Linked DNA regions of Sus scrofa: all the other regions are linked to region 1. The links are chromatin contacts, called in public Hi-C maps. All regions are on one chromosome and are shown on one strand. Each heading gives the region's core, a stretch centred on a gene start, on an enhancer-like site or on the middle of the called end of the contact. The rest is flanking DNA. Distances are from core to core; before and after follow the strand shown. Region 1 holds the start of SF1 (splicing factor 1). Region 2 holds the start of BATF2 (basic leucine zipper transcriptional factor ATF-like 2). Region 3 holds the start of SAC3D1 (SAC3 domain-containing protein 1).

Region 1 (3,225 bases), core at 349-2,848:
CACATCTGTGACCGTACACCACAGCTCAGGGCATTGCCCAATCCCTAACCAATTAGCAAGGCCAGGGATCTAACTCACATCCATGATACTAGTCAGTTTTCTAAACCTCTGAGCCACAATGCAAACTCCACATCTTTCATGTGAGTTTCTCGTCTTCATAAGTCTTCATAAAGACTCTACCTATAGATGACTAGTAATTTCTTTCTTTCTTTTTTTTTTTTTTTTAGGGCCACACTGCAGCCTATGGAAGTTCCCAGGCTAGGGGTCGAATCAGAGCTACAGCTGCCGGCCTACACCACAGCCACAACAACACAGGAGCGGAGCCGTGTCTGCAACCTACACTACAGCTCATGGCGAGGCCAGATCCTTAACCAACTGAGCAAGGCCAGGGATCGAACCCACATCCTCATGGTTCCTAGTCGGGTTCGTTAACCGCTGAGCCAGGAAGGAAACTCCGACCCTGATAATTTCTATGTCTGTTTTACTATTGAGATTTAGAACTTTTTATACCATTTACTAGCTAAGTCTTTGCCTTGTTGGAGAATCTTTTTCCAGACTTCTCTGTTTCACTAATTTGCCTTTCCCACAACAATACCACATTGTTTCATTATTGTATCTTTTATATGCGTATCCTCTGGAAAAGCAAGCTCCTCTCAACCTCATTTACAAGTTTCCCCACTATTTCCATAGTTATTATTTGATATGACATGATTTAATCAACCCCAATCACGTTGGGAATTCTAATTCCAATGCACTGTATCTGTAAACCAATTTTCGGAATTGACAACTTCATATTGCTTTCTATCTAAGATACCTGTACCTCCATCGGCTCAGATACCATTTTTAATCCCTTAGTAGGACTCTACTTTGTAGCTTTTTTCCCCATTTTTAATTTTTTTCAAAGAAAACAGGAAGTCTCCTTTTACCTGAGTCGTCAACGGATCAAGTTTACGGGCGCGCGCCAGCCCCTCCCCCGTCCCTCGGTTCCGGGTTACCATGGGAATCGAGGATTGACGTCATCTAGGGCTTCCGCGCCGGACCGAAGATCGACAGGGAAGCCAGGGCCTGAAAGGCGGCTCTGACCATCTACGCATGCGCGCTCTTGCTCCACTCCTCCCCGACCTTAAATCTCATTCGGCCTGGGCTTTTCCGGCGCGACCTCTCGCTTAAACCCGGCGAGACTACTCCCCGTGGGAGGGGAGTAGAGAAAGAATCGAAACAGCGACAGCCAATCCCATGACACTACGACGCAATCGTGATTGATTGACTCCATCAATTCCAGCCAATGATAGAGCTGTTGGCCCCACACGTCATAGAATTTGCCCCACCCGATCCCCTCCTTTCTGGACTCCGAGCTCAGTCCGCGCAGTAACAAATGAAGTGCGCGCTGCGACACCTCCCAGCTCGCCAGGCTCGGCCGCCATTTCCTCGCCAGGCCTAACGGTCCGGCCAATCCCAACGCACATCGAGAAGGGCTAAGGCTCCACCAATCGGAGGCCGCAGATTTCGACCCCTTGCCTCGGCCCGGGCCAATCCAGGCTCCGGCCCCGTCGCCCCCGGCCCGCCCCCGCGGCGCCCTCTCTCCTCCCTCTTTGTGCGTCTCGCGCCGCCGCCGCCGCCGCCGCCCGCCCGCCGCGTGAGAGGACGGGATCCGCGCGCTCCGCGGAACGCAGTCAGGTTCCCTCCCCTCGGAAGAGTCACGAAGGAGAAGCCGTCGCCGCCGAAAAGGAGCCGCCGGTGCCGGTCCCCGGGGGCGCCATGGCGACTGGAGCGAACGCCACGCCGCTGGGTAAGCTCGGCCCCCCCGGCCTTCCCCCCATCCCCGGCCCCAAAGGGGGCTTCGAGCCGGGGCCACCGCCTGCCCCCGGGCCTGGGGCGGGGCTGCTGGTGCCCGGGCCGCCGCCGCCCCCGCCTGTGGGCTCGGTGGGGGCCCTGACCGCGGCCTTCCCTTCGCGGCGCTGCCTCCGCCACCGCCGCCGCCGCCGCCGCCGCCCCCCCGCCTCCCCAGCAGCCGCCGCCGCCGCCGCCCTCCCCGGGCTCCTCGTACCCACCGCCGCAGCCGCCCCCTCCGCCGCCGCTCTACCAGCGCGTGTCGCCACCGCAGCCGCCGCCGCCGCCACCCCAGCCGCCGCGTCAGGACCAGCAGCCGGGCCCGGCCGGCGGCGGAGGAGGTGAGTCGGGCCGAGAGAGCGCGAGAGGCGCCGCGCGGATGGGCCCGGCCGGCTGAGGGGCGCGCGGCGGTGGCGACGGCGGCTGCACGCGGCAGGGGCGCGCGCGCGCACGGGGAGGCCCGGGCGGAGGCGCCACGGGGCGCGCGGCCTGGTTCTCGGGCCTCGAGTGCGCACGCGCGGTAGGGGAAGGGGTGGGGGCACGGCGGGAGGAGGTTTGTTGCGCGCAGGCGCAGTGTGGCGGCCGGGCCTTAAGGCCCCCACTAAAATCTGGCGGGAGCTCTCTTGTTCTCCACTCCTAGTGTAGGGGAGTGGTGTGGAGGGGTCGAGTGGGTGGATGGGGTGCTGGGTGTGCATGTCTGGAGGGCTTGGAAGGGTCAACTGATGACGTGGAACATCCTTTTCTGGTTGTAGAAGAGTCGTAAAGGGAGGAAAGTACAGAGAGTAGCTCCTCTGTTTCTACAGTAAGGCAGCGTTTTCATTGCAGAGAATGAAAGAGATTGAAAGTCTTTAGGGGATGGTTGGGTCCGGTTTTTTGGTGTGTGTGGGGGGGTTCATTTTGGGGAAGGAAATTCTCCTTCTTATCTTCCTTTATGTACCTTAAAAGAAGTCTGACCCGCCTTCCTCTCTTGAGGCTTCCCCTTAGGCCTAGCTCCTGAGAAGTGGAACACTTTTGTGAACCAAGTGCTAGGGAGTTCTGCCTGTGGACTAGGGTAGGAGGATTTGGCTACTATTGTGTAGCTTGTTTTTTGTTGACCTTTTGATGTATCCTTTAGACATTAAGTGACCAACTAACTGGCCAGGAAAACTCAACGCTGATCTTAGCTAAACTTAGAAAGAAAGTGATCTTGCTGAAGGAACTTTTTCACTTAGTAACCGTAAGGTTGGTTGTGTTCTGGCTCCCTTCAAAAGGTGACAGGTGGGGAGGTGGAAGTGGGAGGAGCCAGCAGGTCCCAGTGTTGTTTTATGGACTTGTCTGAATATTGAGTCTGCTCTTATTGCCTCTGGGGCTGTTAATGTGTTCATGGGCAACTGTGTAATATACATATATGTCCTC
Region 2 (3,194 bases), core at 274-2,773, 210 kb before region 1:
CGCAGGACTCTGCTCTGTACATCCGTTGCTATGCTCTTCTAGGACAGAGATTAATGGCTCTGCCACCCCCAAACTGTTGGCCCTTCCAAGCACGGTCTCTCTTAGGGAACAACCATGCAGTTTTGCCTGGGGCTTCAGGGTTCGTTAGGTCTTTAATGGAAGTCTTAACGTGAAGCATTTTAGTACCCCAAAGTGTAGATAATATTATTATCACAGACAGCTGTGTTCCCACAGCTGAAGTTCAACAAACCATCACGGACGCAACTGAAGTCCTTGTGTGTCCCCTTCGGTCCATCTCCACCTCCAGCCCCGCCCCTGTGTCACCACTCTCTGACTTTTGTGTCTCTCATTCCCATGCATATTTTTATACTTTTTTTTTTTTTTTTGTCTTTTTGCTATTTCTTGGGCTGCTCCCGTGGCATATGGAGATTCCCAGGCTAGGGGTCTAATCGGAGCCATAGCCACCAGCCTTCACCGGGGCCACAGCAACGCGTGATCCGAACCGCGTCTGCAACCTGCACCACAGCTCATGGCAACGCCTGATCGTCAACCCACTGAGCAAGGGCAGGGACCGAACCCACAACCTCATGGTTCCTAGTTGGATTCGTTAACCACTGCGCCACAACGGGAACTCCATATTTTTATACTTTTATTACATAATTCCGTATCCACATTATCCAGCCTTTCAGAAATTATGTTGCTCAGATCCTGTTGCAGCTTGTCATTTTCATGCCATTGGATGTTACGAACTTTTAGGCATGAGGCTAAGTGCAGCTTTGGCTCTTTCACCGTATCATAATTGTGAATATTTGTTGAGCCCTTATTCTGCACCAGGCATGGTTTCCGGTACCTTACCTGCCTTAACAATTTTGTTGTGCCTTACCTAACCTTCACAACAAAATATTTTACAGATTTGGAAACAGAGGCATAGAAAGGCGAAAGTCTATACCCTTGGAAACTGTGCTCTTAGCCGCTAGACACCACCCTCTCTACTGCTGTGGGGTCTGTGGTATGAAAATACAGTCGTTTATCCATCTGTTCTCCTGTTTAAGGGCCATTGCTTTTTCTTTTTTCACTTTTTGGGGCTGCATCTGCAGCATATGGAGGTTCCCAGGCTAGGGGTCCAATCAGAGCTACAGCTGCTGGCCTGGGCCACAGCCGCAGCAACGCAGGATCCGTGCTGCATCTGCAAACCTACACCACAGCTCACGGCAATGCCAGATCCTTAACCCACTGAGCAGAGGCCAGGGATCGAACCCGCAATCTCATGGTTCCTGGTCGGATTCATTTCCACTGCGCCACAATGGGAACTCCAAGGGCCATTGCTTATTTTTGCAGACGCACCTCCACACTGGTCTCACCAGGTTTGAGGGTGGTTGTATTATCTTGCTTAAGTTCCTGCCTGTAAATAAATATCTATATCATCTCCCTTTATAGATGAGGAAATTATGGCTCAGAAAGGGTAAGTCACTTTCCCAAAGCTGCACAGCTCCAAAATGCCAGAGGTGGGCTGTGAACCTGGGTTCCTGCAATTGTAGAGCCCAGGGGTTTGCCCATATCCCATGTGACCCTCGGTCCCCCCTTGGCTTCTCCTCTCGGCTCTGTCCCTGGCAGCCTGCTCTCCCTCTTCCAGAACACCTTCCCCGCACCTGGCCTTCAGGCCCCCTCCTCTGGCCACCCTCCACCGTCCTCCTCCCAGAGAAGGGGCCCAACCGGAAGGCCAGTTCATGTTAGGAAATTCCAGCCACGTGAGCCAAGCCAAGCCCGGGATTCTGAGCAGCCGGTGGCTTTAGGAGAAACTGAAACTTGGCTCGCTGGGGGCGGGGTGGCCACTGGGGATTTAAAGAGCTGCCACTTCCTTGGGCCCCCAGAGGGCACGGGGAGGTCACAGCAGCCGAGGGCCACCCTGAACCGGGTGTGAGCCTCTGTTTTCCCTCCAAACATGCACCTCTGCAGAGGCGACGAGCTGCTGACTGGGATGGTGAGTACAGGGGACGGGATTCAGGAGAGGAGAAGGGGAATAGGCCCCAGGGCGCCCGGTGCCAGTTTGGTTCACATGGGCTCACCCCCGCCCCCCGACCCTGCCGGCCTCAGTTTCCTCGGAGCATCCTTGGAATGAGGGTTTACCTGCTCTCCCATTGCAGATCCAGCCTCCAGTCCAGAGCCCGGCCTCTGGTTACTGCTCTCTCCTAACCTACCTGTTCTTTCATTGCCATAATGGGAGACTTCTCTGGCCATGGTTCTGGTGGAGGCCTTGCCCCTCTCCCGGGACCCAGGTACCAGAGTCCCACCTGCTTCTCTCACTGCAGGTCTTTCCCCGGGGTTCCTGTCTTTTGGCCCCAGCACCTGGAAGGGATCTGCTGTGGCCATGAACCTGGAAGCAGAGTCCTCAGCCAGGGAGGCCAGGGTCTTGCCTGAGATTTCTGCACTCAGAACTTGCAGAAATCAGAGTGATCTGTGGGAGGGGGGTTGGGCTGTGGGGTCCCCAGCGTTTCCTCTTGTCTGACCTTCCAGAACCCTGGGTGTTTGGGTCAAATATTTCATCTAAGCTTCATGAACCCCAGTGTAGGGGGACGGTCATGGCTGTGAACCTCTGAGGCCACAGTTCTGTCAGAAGGGACTCCATTCATTCATTCATTAAAGGCTACTTGTCCTACTAGAATGCGAGCAACTTGGGGCAGGAATTTTTTTTCTCTGTGGTTTGCTGCTCTGTCCCCATAGCTCAGTGCATGGCACCTAGTAGGTGCTCAAAAAATATTTGTTGGATAAATGAACTTCAGTTGTGGGCCTGAGCTGGCCACGGGCACTTGGAACCCAATCAGAATGCAGACCTGCTCTCACAGACGAAGCTCAAGGCTAGAGAAATCAACACCTTGACTGTGGAAATAATAGCTATTGGAACAACGGCCGCCTTGTATTAACCCTGGTCCGTGGGCTGGCCTTGGGCTGTCTGCCTTACGACGCTTGAGGAAGGTACTGGTCTTCCCTTGTGCAGATGAGGCAGCTGGACACAGGGAAGGCCTGCCCAGGGCAACAGGGCTGATAAAGAGAGTGTGGGTGTGAGTTCCTGTGGTGGCTCATTGGTTAACGAACCTGACTTGTATCCATGAGGACCTGGGTTTGATCCCTGGCCTTGCTCAGTGGGTTAAGGATCCAGCATTGCCAGGAGCTGTGGTGTAGGTCACAGACGTGGC
Region 3 (3,561 bases), core at 374-2,873, 250 kb before region 1:
AGCTCTGATTTGATCCCTAGCCTGGAAACTTCCATATGCTGAGGGTAAGGCCCTGAAAGACAAAAAAAAAAATTAAAAAAATCACTGTCTAGGTCAACTTTCCCATTCCGACCGCATCCCCTCCACTTCTGTTAAGAAAAAACTGAGACCCAGAGATGGGAAGGGCCAGAAGGTCCAGGTAAGGGCTCAGCGAATCTCGCACACTGCCTGAGACACACATTTAGGAGACAGGAACGGAGAGGAGAGGGAGCTGGTGGTGAGGTTTTTAAGCTTCTCCTTCCTTTTCCGGCTTTCACTGTCCCCACAGAGGGACGCTTGTCCCTGAGCTCTGCTCGTGGAGACCCAACTCACCCAGGTTATAAAGCAGAAAGAGACCCTGGAAGGTGGCCTGGCGAGGGTGTGGCCCGGCACCCAGCGCGTAGCAGCGCCGCAGAGAACCGAAGCTCTCCTGCACCTGGGCCTGAAGCAACATCGGATCAGCCAGCCCGTGGGATGCGTTGGGTTCGAGCCGCGCCACCACCGCCAGCAGCACTGCCAGTGCCGCTTCCAGCACCAGCGCTGCCTCGGCGTCACCCGCGCCCTGCAGGGCCAGGTCCAGCCGCACCGCCCGCAACCGGTCCGCCACGAAGCTGGCCACCTCCGCGCGGGATGCGTCGGTGCGCTCGGCCACCTCTCCGGCCAGATAGCGCACGGTGGCCAGCAGGACGGACGGCGGACGCAGCTGGCTCGGCGGGGGCCGCGCCTTCCCGGCGGCCGGCCGGCTGTATTCCTTCACGGCGCGCTGCGGGTCGGCTCGAGGCCGGTCCCCAGGGGACCCCGGCGCCACCTCGAAGCGGTGCAGGCGGCACTCCTTTTCGCGCCGGGTGCGCTCGTTGGCCGGACACATATCCAGGCACGTGCCCAAAGGCAGCTCGTAGCCGGGCATGGGTGGGCTGAGGGGAAAGAATGCTTGCTCAGCATCCAGGAGACAGCGGCGGCCACTCGCCCCATCCTGCGGGAGGGCACGCCGACGCCGGTAGTTGTTCAAGGGAACTCTGAACCTCCCAGCCCGGTCTAAGCGTCCCAGCCGCCCGTTAGGCCATCGCCGTCCTCTCACCGACTCCGGTCGCCTTCCAACTGATCCTCGAACAGGCCTCCCGAGATGCTCTGCGTTGCCGTTCAGAGCGCTCAAGACTGTCCCTTAGGCTCAGGTCCCGCTACAGCCCACCCATGATGCACCGCTGTAGTCTGGGCCACTCCCATGGTGCACCGGTTTGTAGTCCCTTCCGCGACCAATCGCTTTGTAGGAGAGGCGGGGCAGGAGTGAGGCCACGCCTTCTCAGGCTTCCGCCCTCAGCTTGGCTTTGGACCACCAGCCCAAAATAGGAACCCCGGCTCTGGGTCCTCTTGATCATCCTTTTGGGCCGACAACCTGGTTCAAGCAGCCTGCCATTCTCTTCTGTTTCCCTGGACACCCTTCTCCCTATTTTCTAGATCAGGGGTCAGCAAACTTTCTGCAACAAGCTAGACAGTAAATGTCCTGGAATTTACAGGTCACAACTAGTCAACCCTGCTACTCTTCAGTTCTGCTGGTATAGCGAGAAAGCAACCATAGGCAATACTAAACGAAGGCCTGGTTATGGTCCAATAAATTTATTTTTATTTTTGGCCGCACCTGTGGCATGTGGAAGCTCCCAGGGCAGGGATAGAACCTGCACCACAGCAGCAACCTGAGCCACGGCGGTGACATCGCTGGATCCTTAAGCCACTGCACCACAAACGATCTCCAAAATCTTTTAATTTATTTCTGTTTTTTTCTTTTTCGGCCAACCCCACGGCATACGGAAGTTCCTGGGCCAGGGATCCAATCTGAGCAGGAGCTTCGCCTTGCATCACAGGCTGCAGCAACACCAGATCTTTAACACTGTGCCCGGGATCCAACTGGTGCCTCCATAGAGAGGAGCCAGATCATTAACCCACTGCGCCACAGCGGGAACTTCCAGAATCTCATTATTATTTCTTCTTTTTTAGCATACAGAATTTCTGGGCCAGGGATCAGATCTGAGAGGCACTGGATCCTTAAGCCACTGTGCCAGGCCAGGGATCAAACCTGTCCCAGCACTCCAGAGATGCTGCTGATCCCGTTGTGCCACAGCAGAAATTCCCAAAATCTTATTTTTAGATATTTAAATTTCATATAATTTTTCCCTGTCACAATATTATTGATTTTTTTCAACTATTTAACAAAATGGTAAAAACCATTCTAGCAGCGGGCCACATTTGGTTGCAGGCCACAGTTTACAGACCCCAGTTCTAGATGTATAAGCAGATCGTTTTGGAACCAGAGCTGCTGCTCACATGTCAAGAGAGAAACAGGCAGGATGAGAAGTGTGAGTCCCTGATTCCAAGGTGGCAAGAGTAGTCAAGGAACTGAGAATTCATTATTTTTCTCATTCTTGGTCCCATTACACACAGAAATGGCCTCTGGAGTTACAAGACCAGAAGATCAGACCAGGCACCAGAAGAGAAGAGGGTGGCTGGCAGTGCTGGAGCTAGAGTCTTAGGAAAGAGTCCACTCCCTTCTCAGGGGGGGAGCTGGGACAGATGCAGGTGCAGGATTTCCTCTGCCCGCTTCAGGTACTCAGCCGCCTTCTTCTTCACACCCTCCCGGCGGGCAGGTGACGGGTCGCCTGTGAAGACAGAATGGCTCAGCAGAGGTACCTGGGTTCAGAACCCCTGGTCTAGCCCCTTACAGTTCATAGGGCATCATCATGTGTCTTTTCCTGCTCCCTGGGAGTCAGATATATTGTCCCCATTTGACAAAAAAGAAAACAGAGGCCACAAGAGGTAAAGAAATGGCCCAAAGTGATAGAGCTGGTCAGTAAGGAGCAATTTTGGTCCTTGATCTGCTTTTCACTTTCCTTTCCTTTCACCGAACCACTGGGGAGCCCAGGCCTGACCCTCCACCGTCCAGTCCTGCTCACCAGGAACTCCCTGAAGCAGGATGTGCACGCCGTCCCGGTAGCCCTGCAGAGCTGCAGGGTAGGCGCCTGCCCTCTCATCCCGTAGGGCCTGGGTGATGAGCTTGGTGGCTTGGTTCAGGTAGGCAGGGGTGGGCCCTCCTTCCTCGTCCTCTTCCTCCTCCTGCCCTCCTGGCTCCCAGGGTTCCTGGTCCAGCCTTTCGGATTCTGCTTCCAACGCTGCCAGCTCGCCTAGGTGGGTAGGACTGGGGCCTGCACCTTCTGCAATGAGAGATGGAGGACGCAGGCCTGACTGGCCTTCCTTTTCCCAGGGCCAACTGCCCACCCTCAGACCTCTCTTGCCCATCAGGGTACCAACCTGTCCTGGATTTCCTAGTGCCTGAGCAACCCAAAAGCCACTTTGCCCACAGCAAACTTGTGCATGATCTATTTGGCTGGTGGAATTCATATACTTTTGTAAAAACAGCCTTACCTTCCTAATTTTTTATTTTGAGGTATAGTTGACTTATATATTACATAAGTTTCAGGTGTACAACAGAACCTAATTCTTTCTTTCTTTTTTTGGTCTTTTTGCCTTTTCTAGGGCCGCTCCCGTGGCATG

The links. A called contact is a pair of places that touch in the nucleus more often than the background predicts.
Region 2: a contact with region 1 is called in a Hi-C map of liver, with 5 times the contacts expected there. The contact joins the promoter of BATF2 here to the promoter of SF1 in region 1. A contact is called at or near these places in 1 of 47 Hi-C or Micro-C datasets (liver) and 1 of 2 datasets of contacts at active chromatin or transcription factors (alveolar macrophages).
Region 3: a contact with region 1 is called in a Hi-C map of liver, with 6 times the contacts expected there. The contact joins the promoter of SAC3D1 here to the promoter of SF1 in region 1. A contact is called at or near these places in 1 of 47 Hi-C or Micro-C datasets (liver) and 1 of 2 datasets of contacts at active chromatin or transcription factors (alveolar macrophages).

Annotation. Positions count from the first base shown.
Region 1 is chr2:7,389,697-7,392,921 of Sscrofa11.1, forward strand. It overlaps SF1 (splicing factor 1), which reads left to right and starts at 1,599. Exons shown (of 15, transcript XM_003122587.5): 1 at 1,599-1,942; 2 at 1,945-2,006; 3 at 2,009-2,171. The coding sequence starts at 1,759.
Region 2 is chr2:7,178,496-7,181,689 of Sscrofa11.1, forward strand. It overlaps BATF2 (basic leucine zipper transcriptional factor ATF-like 2), which reads left to right and starts at 1,524. Exons shown (of 3, transcript XM_013994125.2): 1 at 1,524-1,981. The coding sequence starts at 1,943. It overlaps LOC110259239 (a long non-coding RNA gene), which reads right to left and starts at 356. Exons shown (of 2, transcript XR_002341445.1): 1 at 1-356.
Region 3 is chr2:7,140,671-7,144,231 of Sscrofa11.1, forward strand. SAC3D1 (SAC3 domain-containing protein 1) reads right to left here and starts at 1,624. Exons shown (of 3, transcript XM_003122567.5): 1 at 1,097-1,624; 2 at 352-932. The coding sequence starts at 925. It overlaps SNX15 (sorting nexin-15), which reads right to left. Exons shown (of 8, transcript XM_003122547.4): 7 at 2,964-3,221; 8 at 2,402-2,669. The coding sequence ends at 2,563.